Linked DNA regions of Oryza sativa: region 2 is linked to region 1. The links are chromatin contacts, called in public HiCAR-type maps. All regions are on one chromosome and are shown on one strand. The core of a region is the stretch at or near the end of the contact, and the rest is flanking DNA. Distances in the headings are between cores, read along the strand shown. Region 1 holds the start of LOC4345900 (dof zinc finger protein MNB1A). Region 2 holds the start of LOC4345934 (tricin synthase 1-like).

Region 1 (5,716 bases), core at 1,795-4,294:
CGCCGTCCATTTGCCACCCCTGTACCGATGTACGTCCACTGTACCTCATCGATGTACTGGTACAACTGTTCATCGTCAGTGGAGAGTAGTATTGGCTGTGTATAGTTCCACGTTAAAATTAAAAGTTCGAATAATTTAAAACGATGTGATAAAAAATTAGAAGTTTGTTTGTGTAAGAAAGTTCGATGTAACGAAAAATTTAGAAATTTTAAGAAAAAAGTTAGAATCTAAATAGGACCATTGCCTCCGTCGTCCCCACACTCCTACCACTGCAGTACCCGTCAATGGGCACGAAGCAGACGGCGCCGAAGTTAGGCCGATCGATTAGTGCGAAATGCATAATCTAATTTCCTATCGAAGCAGAGAACCTGTCAGCAAACCACCGTCGAGTACCTGTCGAATCGCATTGGCATCATTATAAAAACGCCTAATCCCATCGGGAACCCGAGTTCACCGACCCCTGCTCCAACCAGAGCCCCACAGCTCAAACTCCATCCCACGGCCACGTCGCCGTCGCGTCGCGAACCACTCCCGCCGGCAACACGCACGCATAGTACATCAGTTTTTTAAATAGATGATATTGTTAACACGTTTAATTATATATTTTATTTTCAAAATTATGTAATTATAATTTATTTTTGTTATGAGGTTTTTATATCACTTAAAGTATTAAATGTGTTATATCTTATACTTTTAAATAATACGAATGGTTAAATATATGTTTAAAGTTAACAGAATCCTCTATTAAAAACGGAGGGATTACTACTACCCGTCGCGTCACCGTCTCGTTCATAGTTAAAACCTTATATAATTATTATGCGGAGCGTGCGTGTGGTACCGACAGCGCGCACGACACGCCACGCTTCACGGCGCCTCGGCTCGGCGCGACACGGCTCGTTCGCTGGTGTGGTCGCATGTACTACTACTACTTGCAATAGCACCCCCCGCGCGCCTCGTCGCGGCGGCAACCCTCCGATTTTGACCCCGACGCGCACGCGGCCCCGTCGCGGTCGCCGCTGGGACTGGGACGGGAGGGGTCACGGGCGCGCGCCCGCAGGTGGGGGTCGGGGGCCTCCACCGATCGGGCACCCACCATTTTTAACCCCTCCGACCGCGACGCCCAACCGAACCAACGCCACCCCCCCCCCCCCCCCCCCCCCCCCCCCGAGCGCGACACGTCCTCCTCACCTCACGCGCTCGCTCGCGTACGAGGCGGCAACGCAAGTGGTCTCGTACTCGGTGTACTCTCGTCGTCGTCTCATCACGCTCGCATCGGCGGGGCGGCAAACGGCTTGGCTGGCTGCTGCACTGGACGCAATTATTCCCGGGGCCCCCGGGGCGGCCGCTGCCGCTACACGGTGGCTGGCGACCGATCCATCACGCGATGCCCGGGGAGATGCGCGCACGACAGCGATTCCGCCACGCCCCCCCGTGGAATCGGATGCCATTGCCCCGCCGCCCCAAACGCCACGCTCCGAATCACGCCCACTACTCGTACTCCACCCCACCCCATCCGCGGCTACAAACCGCCGAGAATCACCCACGCATCAACAACTCGTCGTGGCTCGCACGGCTCAACGCCACACGGAAAACTGCCCTAACAAGTCCCCTCAGCCACATGAACATCTTGACGACTTCATCGTAACGCTCGAAAATTTCAAGAAAAGCACTTGTTTTCATCGTGTGACGAAGGATGGTACTACTGCGACTATGCAACAGGGATGACTTTTGAAGAGATTTTCAGAAACAATAATAAAAGCTGTAGAGAAATGGAGTAGAAAATAGCAGGACCATTGTATGAAAAAAAAAAGCCCAAGCCTTGATAGGAGTTATACACATGAAAAACAACCCAAACTTGGTTGAGTTAGCCCCTCTCGAGAGTAAAACACGGCCACTAATCTCAAAAAGCTAAGATTAACGTCATCATTTTCACCATATACCCCACGCGCAATTTACTAATTAATCGGAAACTGATGAAATCATCATCGGGTGTAGTTGGAAACCCCCACACCCACCTGAGCCGCCGCCGCCGCCGCCGGGCGAGTGGGCTCATGGGAGGTTGAGGAACACGGCGGTCGGGTCCGGGTCGGCGAACCCGGCGCCGGCCGGCCAGTAGGACGCCATGTCGAACGCCGGCGGCGGCCACTCGAAGTGCAGGTCCGGGTCGGCCAGACTCTTGGTGATGGACGGGTAGTCGGAGAAGTCGAGGCCGAGGGTGACGGCGGCGGAGTCCGGCTGCAGGAGGTCCGTGAACGAGTCCTCCTCCACGGCCGGGACGACGAGCTCCGTGGTGATCTCGCTCGTGGTGTCAGGCGCCGGCGGTGTCGTCGTCGTTGTGGAAGTCGTCGTCTTCTTCTCCGACGTAGCTTCGGTCGTCGTCTTGGCGGCGGAGTCAGCGGCGGCTTCGGTGAGGACGGGGGTGGTGGCGGCGAGGGGCTCGGGAGTCGTGACGCGGCGCTTCTTCGACGTCTTCTGGCGCTTGGCGGCGGGTGCTGCGGCGGCGGCGGATGACGAGGAAGACGACGACGACGAAGACGAGGACTTCTTGCGCGTGCCGCCGCCGACGGGGACGTTGCGGAGCGTGCCACCCTTGGTCCAGTAGCGGCGGCAACACTTGCAGAAGTGCCGGGGCTGGGAGGTGTTGTAGTTGTTGTAGTAGCAGAATTTGGTGTCCCGCGACTCGCACCGCGGGCACGGGTCACCCTCCCCCGCCGCCGCCGCTGCCGCCGTCGCAGCCGGGCCAGCGGCGGCAGCAGCAGTCGCAGCCGAACCAGGCTGTGGCGTCGCGGGAGCCGCCGCGTAGCCCTTGGGACGGCGCAGGTCGACGGTGGCGAACTGCTGCGCCGGCCGGCGGCCGGTCTCCGGCTGCTGCTCCTGCATGCGCGGCGGCGCCGTGGCTGCTCTGGTCCCTCCGCGCGCGCGCGCCGGTGGAGTCGGGAGGAACCGAGGAGCGGGGGCAAGCAAATGGTCGAACGGGTGGTGGGCGGTTGGCGGAAGCGGGAGTCTCTTATGGTCGCAGTCGCGGTGACGACGAAGGTGGTTACACGAGGTACACTCTCCCCACTCCTATACATACCGCCACCACCGCCCCCCAGGGGCCCACGGGTCAGCGGTCGGTTCATCCTGTCCACGGGTCCCACCTGTCAGCGACGTCCACCGTGCGAGATCGGCCATGATTTTGTACAGTTAACCGCGATTAGCGCCGCCGTACGCCGGCGTGGCGCCTAGCGAAGGGGGGAGGACGACAGCGACCGACCTGTGGGGCCCACCACCCACTTACCACCCCCCCTCCTCGCGTCGATGACGCGGGCGGCGGCAACCACCGTGGTGGCCCACGCGTCAGCGGATGTGGGTTGGGTTCACGGCGGGTGAGGAGCCGTTCGGACGGATGGACTTATCGTCTCGGGCACGGAACTATGCGCCGTGTCGGCCACCGGCGCGGGTGGTCGCGGGTTGGCCACGTGGGCGGACGGCATTAGTTGGGCAGCCATGCTTCGTGAGGCAAGCAGCTGTCTGTCCAGTGGGGTCCACCTCGTACGCCGGTGTGCGGGCCCCACCCCTGTTGACGCCTGCCTGCCCGCTCCCAGCGGCCAAACCCAACGACGCGAATCCACCGAAACCCAATAAAAAAACCAAACGAGCCGTTTCAACGCGACGCCGACCTATCAGCTCCCGCTGCCGCCGAGCAGTTCAAATCACCCGAGACTTCTTTGAGCCCCTCCTAACGTTTGAAATAATACGAAAAATTTAAACGTTTTGTTGCAACAAGTGCACTTCAAATTCAAAGTTTCACCGGCCCAGCTGTGGATGAGGGTGAGAGTGAGAGGATACCACCTCGTATGAAAAAAACATGCGACGAAATCGAATCCGGCAAGGTGGTACAGTAGTAGTACACTGGCGCAGTAGCGAGACCGCGGCGCGTGGGGCCGAGCTGCCTGGATTTCACTGGATCAGAACGGGATGGGCCGTACGCCCGTGGGCCAACCCCTCCCCGGCCGAGCACATGGCCCCCGCCCGGGCCATGGACGGTGGTCTCGGTCGCCGCACGCACGCGGCCCCCACACCCAACCCCACCCTTGCTGCTGTCCTCTGCCGCGCCGCATCACGCAACCGAACGAATCCCCCCCGCCTCTCGCCGCGCCGCGCCAATGCTGCCCGCGTCGCCGCCGCGCAACGCAATCCATCGGATTGTTTAGGACGAGCTTTACCGTCGTCTCACGGTTTAGCGGTTACCGTGAGATATATCGTGGTCTTAGGAACCGAGAAGATTATCGTACGGATATATCGTGGTCTTAAGAACCGAGAAGATTATCGTACGGTTTTGTAAACTCTGTGCGGCGTCCGCTGCGCGTCGGCGCACACGGGCGAACGGCTCGGCGCGCAGACGACGCGGAGACCACCACCGATCTCGGCGACAGCGACGCGACGCGACGCGTCGGGAGTGGTGACCGGATCCGATTGGACTGGATCGGATTGGGTTCCTCTCATCTCTCTCCGCGATCGTCGTGGGGGGCTCACACGCACGCACGATGGATCGATCGATCGATCGTCGCTTGGTGCATGGCACATTGCCTCTCTCTCTCTCTCTCTCGCACATCTCATGATCCCATCGGCTGGGCAGTCATTGTTTGCTCCCCGACACAAACTGGATAACAACATCTCATGATCTCGGTCTCTCGGGAATGAAAGAGAAGGCCTTAGAGCAAGTTTAATAGTATAGCCAACTATTGACTCTAAATCATCTATAGCCAATGTAATAGCTAATTTATACAATAGTTGTTTACTATACTATTAATACCTTGTACTACTTGTTATACACACAGTACGTCTTGAAATCCGTGCTGCAGCTGGCTACAGATCTGTAGCCCGCTGCTCTGCTCTCTCTTTTTTATCTCTTTAAAATATGTTTATAGCTGGCTTAGAGCCCTTTTGAATCGCAGGATTGAAAAACCGGAGGGATAGGAAAAATACAGGATTTTGATAGGAATGCAAGTGTAAAATAGAGGATTGGAAAACACAGAAAAAATATAGGAATGACCGTTTGATTAGACCGCAGGAAAAATGCATGAATCAGATGAGAGAAATAGACTCAAGGAAAAGTTTTCCAAGAGGTTAGAGTAGATGTTAACTTTCCTACGTTTTTACTTTAGAATTGTAGGATTAGAAAAGTTTCCTACATTTTTCCTTTTCTCATTCCTACGAATAAAGACATAAATAGTGTAGGATTTCAATTCTTTTATTTTTTTCTCTATTTTTCCTCCAATTCAAAGGCGGCCTTATAGCCTGCTATAGTACCTGCTCTTATTCCCTCCCCGTCAGTAGTAGTAAAACCGATCGATGATGGATGCTACTCCAACACGACCCGGAACAAGTTGCTAAATTAGCCGTACTCCTCCGCTATATGCCTGCATGTCGCGGCAAACGTGACGATGAGATATCGACAGATATAAATTGGGATCGAGCCTCGATTAGATCATTATCATCACAATATCCCCTTGTCGATCTGCAATTAGAGTTTAGTAGTAGTAGTTGAAAGCTGATGTTGTGAACCGTTCTTTTGACTCTGGGTAGGGGTGGCGTCTCGGCGACGTGGTGCGATGCCGTCCAAGAGACGGGAAGAGACATGGGTCGCCGTAGGATGGTCCTGGGAGATGCGAGTGATCTGCCATCTCGAAGGATTCGGATTTCTTTTCTGATCCGCCGTTTTCATTTCCAG
Region 2 (5,395 bases), core at 649-3,148, 360 kb before region 1:
AGGGCACCACCACCCCCACCCCCACCCCACCCTTGCCACTCTGCGAGAGTTGTGGACTCCGGTGACCCGAGCGACGGCGACCCGCCCGCCAATCGTCCTCGTAATTTTGGCCCCATCGATCGATGCGGCGCGCCACCAGCAATGCCCCGATCGGAGCCTTCTTCTCTCGCATCGCACGCGCGACGGACGAATTCGCGCCAACCAATCGTCCAGGTGCACGGTGCACCCATCCATAGCTTTTTCTGGTCGTTTCAACGATAACTGGAGGGTTGGTGTGTGTCCCTGTCAGTGGGCCTACTAGGTGTATATATTGAGTTTGGTGAAGGGAGAATGAAGTATTCCCTCCGTTCCAAAATTACACGGTCGCCGACATACTACTTTGATCAACAAATATCTATATAAAAATAAAATATTTTAAATAAAAAGAGTTACATATTATGATAGTTTGTTTAATAATAAACCTAATAACATCAATTTTGTATGATTGATTCTTTTTTGCTATTAATAATCAAAATTAAAAATATTTGACTTATTACTATGTTAAAAATAATTATATTTTGGGACGGAAATGAGTACTATAAGCTCACAACACGACCATCATGATGTTCGAGGTGCAAAATCGATCGATTCGACTACGATTTTGGGTTCCGTAATTAATGGAGGGTTAATGGGATATGCTATTGTCGTCGCTGTACTGTACTCGGTCCAATGATGTTGTACATCTACTGTTCCAACCGCATACGACTACTCTACCAGCGTGCGTTTGGTGATTGGCGTGTGGACGGAAGGAAGTCAGCCGTTGGGCCCCTGCTAGTGTGTCACAAAAACGTTTGTTGCGTGCTCCCTCCTCTGGTCGCGGTAGCGACCTGCAATTGTTGCATCCTCTCAGGGGCAGTCCCAAGCCATAGTATTCATAAGTAGTGTCTATGGTGCCATGTCAATAAGACATCATAATAGAAACTACACTCCACAACCCATAGTTTCTTAAAGTGGGTCATTAATAAATACATCATCTATCTTTTCTATCAATCATATTTATTCTTTATCTATTATGACGGCACTATTTTCTCCCAATGTAAAACTTGATAATGTCTAGTGCATAGGTTCTCGTGTTGAAGCTGTTTCTTACATGAGACCCAGTTTCTTCTTCTCTCCACTCTCTCTTAATTAATATAATGTCACATAAGTTAAAAGTTCTAGTAAATAATAATATAGTTAATGACATAGACAACATCCTAGATGTAGGGTTAGGAGTCTTCGGACAGTAGCAACCCTGTTTTGACTCCTTTTTTGGCTGCCCATCCACAGTCGCCACCAGAAAATTCACTGTGCCCAAATCAATGGAAGCGCCTACTAGATCCATCCATCTTCGTGACAGCTCCGAGCTTTCTCCTGGTTATTTTTCTCCCAAAAATACATTCAGAACACGATCTCAAATTTAAACTAATGGAGTGCTACTGCATTTCTTAATTATAAGTCGCAGCACCACTCATTAATCATTTCCATCACAGGTAAATCGTGGTGAGCTGGTGGTTGCTACTGTACTACTAGTACTACCTGTCGCAGCTTTGTAGAAGCCGTTTTCGCTGAAGCTTCTTCTTCTTCCCTGGGCAAAATAATTTTAAGCAGGCGGAATAATATTGGGATAAACAGGGTGGACAAAAGCGTGCGATCCCTTTCTTTAACCAAACCACGACGAAAGCAGGTTAGGTCGCGGCAGGTGGTGGTGGTAGGAAGAAGAAGAAAGAGAGGGGAAAAAAAACAAAAATTTCACATGCATCATGCATGAAGTAGTACATGTAGTACTGAGTACTGTAATAATGTTCAGTTTACTGGACCGTCTCAACGGGAAGACCAAATTAACGCTTATAAAATACCCTTTTTTTGGGCACTGATCATGGCCACTACGTTTGGTGGCTCAACAACCAGGTCACCGTGCGATCGATCGATTGCTAATTTATTTTTTGAAAAGGAAGGGAGGAAAAAAGACCGGGTGTTTGGTGGCGCCACCAACCCTGCTCTCGTGAGCCGATAAATATTGCTCGCCGGAGCTCTCGGTTGACGACCCAACCAATCGACTCGCACCACCACCAGCAGCTCAAGCAGCAACAGCTCAAACGGAGGAAGATCTCATCGCCATGACGACCGGCAATGGCGACGCACCGGTGATCAAGAACGCCCACAGCGACATCGACAGCACCAACAAGACGCTGCTCAAGAGCGACGCCCTGTACAAGGTACGTGCTGCTGATGATTCTTGATCAGCTCGCCGGATTGTGTTTAGGATGATCTCTCTGTTTTAATTAATTTGCTGATGGTTGCTGTGTTCGTCGCCGGTGAACTTGCAGTATGTCCTGGACACGACGGTGCTGCCACGGGAGCCGGAGTGCATGCGCGATCTGCGCCTCATCACGGACAAGCACCAGTGGTAAGAAACCACGATCTCTGCTAATTAATCTGCTTAATTAAGCTAGATCTTGGGGTTGATTAACTAATTAGCCCATTAATTCATGCAGGGGGTTCATGCAGTCGTCGGCGGATGAGGCGCAGCTGCTGGGGATGCTGCTGAAGATGGCCGGAGCGAAGAGGACAATCGAGGTGGGTGTCTTCACCGGCTACTCGCTGCTGGCGACGGCGCTGGCGCTGCCGGAGGACGGGAAGGTGGTGGCGATCGACCCGGACAGGGAGAGCTACGAGATCGGGCGGCCGTTCTTGGAGAAGGCCGGGGTGGCGCACAAGGTGGACTTCCGCGAGGGGAAGGGGCTGGAGAAGCTGGACGAGCTGCTCGCCGAGGAGGCGGCGGCGGGGCGCGAGGCGGCGTTCGACTTCGCGTTCGTGGACGCGGACAAGCCCAACTACGTCAAGTACCACGAGCAGCTGCTGCAGCTGGTGCGCGTCGGCGGGCACATCGTGTACGACAACACGCTGTGGGCCGGCACGGTGGCGCTGCCGCCGGACACGCCGCTGTCGGACCTGGACCGGAGGTTCTCCGTCGCCATCAGGGACCTCAACTCCAGGCTCGCCGCCGACCCGCGCATCGACGTCTGCCAGCTCGCCATCGCCGACGGCATCACCATCTGCCGCCGCCTCGTGTGAGGTCGAGACCGAGACCTTACCGGCCGATCCATCCATCGCTCTCGCGTGATTAATTAACGTGTGTTGCTGTACTCTTCTACTGCTACAACTATACTATTACTTCCTTAATTGCCGCTTAAATTTTCCTATACGTGTTTCAATCAATGAGATTATTATATTCTTCGAGCATGAGAGAGACGGAGTTGTAGGGACATTTGATGATGGTTGTTACTGTACTACATGTTGATAAGTGCAACATCTCTTTCCATGGTTGCTACTCTACTCACCGTGTCATGTTGGTTGCGGATTTTGATCTCATCTGCAAGATGACTACTGGGCCCAAAATGAACAGACTGTCCTCGATCTGCAGAGCTGCACTGTGCAGGCTTTTACTGCTACTAGTGGTAGTAGTAGGACATGGCAAGCAAGGCAGGCTGGATGGGGAAGGGGCGTCGGCGTCGACAGCGGCATGTGCCAGCATGATGGGATAGGAGAGGGTGGAGACAGGAGACGTGCGGTGGCGGCCCTATGGCGTTGGGTAGCGTGCTGGCCGGGATGGTGGCATCTCGCATCGCAGCAGGTTCTCCAACTCCAACCGCACCCGCCCACCCCCAACCAGGCTGACCATCACGAGCCCACGACGGGTGCGGTTGTGCGCAGTGTCCCCCACCTTGCAGTTGCAGGCGGCAGTGTGGCACGACCACCCATCGGTTGCCGGCACGGGAGCGGGAGGCGTCGCGTGGGAGGGACGGGAGAAGCAATTTACCGCAAGCGCTGGCCCGCGGAACGTGGCCCGGTTACGTCGGACGTTCGGGGCAATTTGTGGTGGCCGCCGCGAGGGCCGAGAGAGGCGCCGTCTACGCTATTCGGCCGATCTGCCCTGACCTGTCCGCCTACAGCAGAAGCCGGGCCCGTAGAACCAGACTACAGACTATATATGGCTTTGGTTAGAGGAGTTTCTAGTTGATTCAGCTATAAGAAGTTGTAGTTGTAGAATAAAAAAATAAACTAGCAGCCAGCTACTACTCAGAATCTTAAGCTCCCAAACAAGACCCTATGTACGTTTGGAGGAGTTTCTGTAGCTTCTCCCAGAATCAAAAACTCTCCCAAACCATCCAGCTTTTAGTTTAAATTCTGAGAAGATGTGGTTGTAAAATCAAAAAAATAAACTAGAAGCCAGAAACTGGAAAACTAACTTTTCCAGACTTAGAAGTTGGCTACCAAACAGCTGATTCTCAAAATCTTAAACTCTCCAAACAGGCCTAGACATACCAGAAAATCACCAGTTCCTAGTCAGAATTAGTAACCTTTTCTTTAAAGAAACATAGTACAAATGCAAATACGCGTAAAAAAATATAGTACAAATGCAAATACGTATACTCATCCATATAAAAACAATTGTATTAAAAAAATTAACAAAAGTTTTGAATTTACATTATATATCCGTTACATTTTATACTTGAAGAGTGCCCTGGGTAGGTTGTTCTGGTAGCTTCCACCAACTTTGCACGTTTGCACCAGCTATTGGTAGGTTATTAGAGCATGAGCAATGGGTATCCTTGGCTCGTGCTCCTGGAGAGGCGCGTGTTTTCTACCAGGGGGCATGAAAGATAACGGTTACCTTGGCTCGTGCTATTGGAAGGTTATCGTGCAATAATAACGTTTAGTATTACACCGTTATCTTTCGCGTTTGTGCCGTGCCCCTGGAGAGGCGCACGTTTTCTCCCAGGAGACGCGCTCCTGGTGACTTTTGGCAGAGGAACCAAGCGAGGAGACGCCGTAGCTTGTGGACACCGCTCCCCACATCTGTATTCCCCTTTCCACCCTTGGGCAGAGCTGTAGGCGGTGAGGTGGTAGAGGAGCCGAAGGCCACGATGGCAACGAGCGGCAGCGGGGAAGAGAGGGGGAAAGAGAGGCGATGAGCAAATCCGGCGCCGCCCATGACGGAGAGAAAGAGAGAGAGAGATTGAAAGAGTCGCCGACCTCCTCCGTGGGCGCCGTGGCTAGATCCGCCCATGACGGCGACGACACGACTGACTAGATCTGGCCACCGCCCCCCTGTGCGTTGCTCATCGTCAGCCCCTGCGCCCCTCTCACCGTCCGTGGCCCCTGTGACAAGCGCACCGTCGGCCACCCTGCGTGCCGGGATAAAGAGGTGAGAGAGTAGGAGAAAGTGGCGACGGAGGCTGGGATAGAGAGGGAGATGAGGGAAGCGGCGACGGCGGGAACTGCCGACGGTACCCCTTGCTTTCAACGCAACCGCCGTAGCATTCCTCACATCAAATCGACAGACGAAGAGAGGATCGGGTGGAGGAGACTA

The links. HiCAR-type assays count read pairs that join an accessible place to other places.
Region 2: a contact with region 1 is called in a HiCAR-type map of leaf, with 2.3 times the contacts expected there. The contact joins the promoter of LOC4345934 here to the promoter of LOC4345900 in region 1. A contact is called at or near these places in 1 of 15 Hi-C or Micro-C datasets (seedling) and 1 of 4 datasets of contacts at active chromatin or transcription factors (leaf).

The regions. Positions count from the first base shown.
Region 1 is chr8:24,370,183-24,375,898 of ASM3414082v1, reverse strand. It overlaps LOC4345900 (dof zinc finger protein MNB1A), which reads right to left and starts at 3,044. Exons shown (of 1, transcript XM_015795007.3): 1 at 1,776-3,044. The coding sequence starts at 2,880. The coding sequence ends at 2,050.
Region 2 is chr8:24,724,886-24,730,280 of ASM3414082v1, reverse strand. It overlaps LOC4345934 (tricin synthase 1-like), which reads left to right and starts at 1,898. Exons shown (of 3, transcript NM_001403649.1): 1 at 1,898-2,237; 2 at 2,349-2,428; 3 at 2,517-3,357. The coding sequence starts at 2,139. The coding sequence ends at 3,096.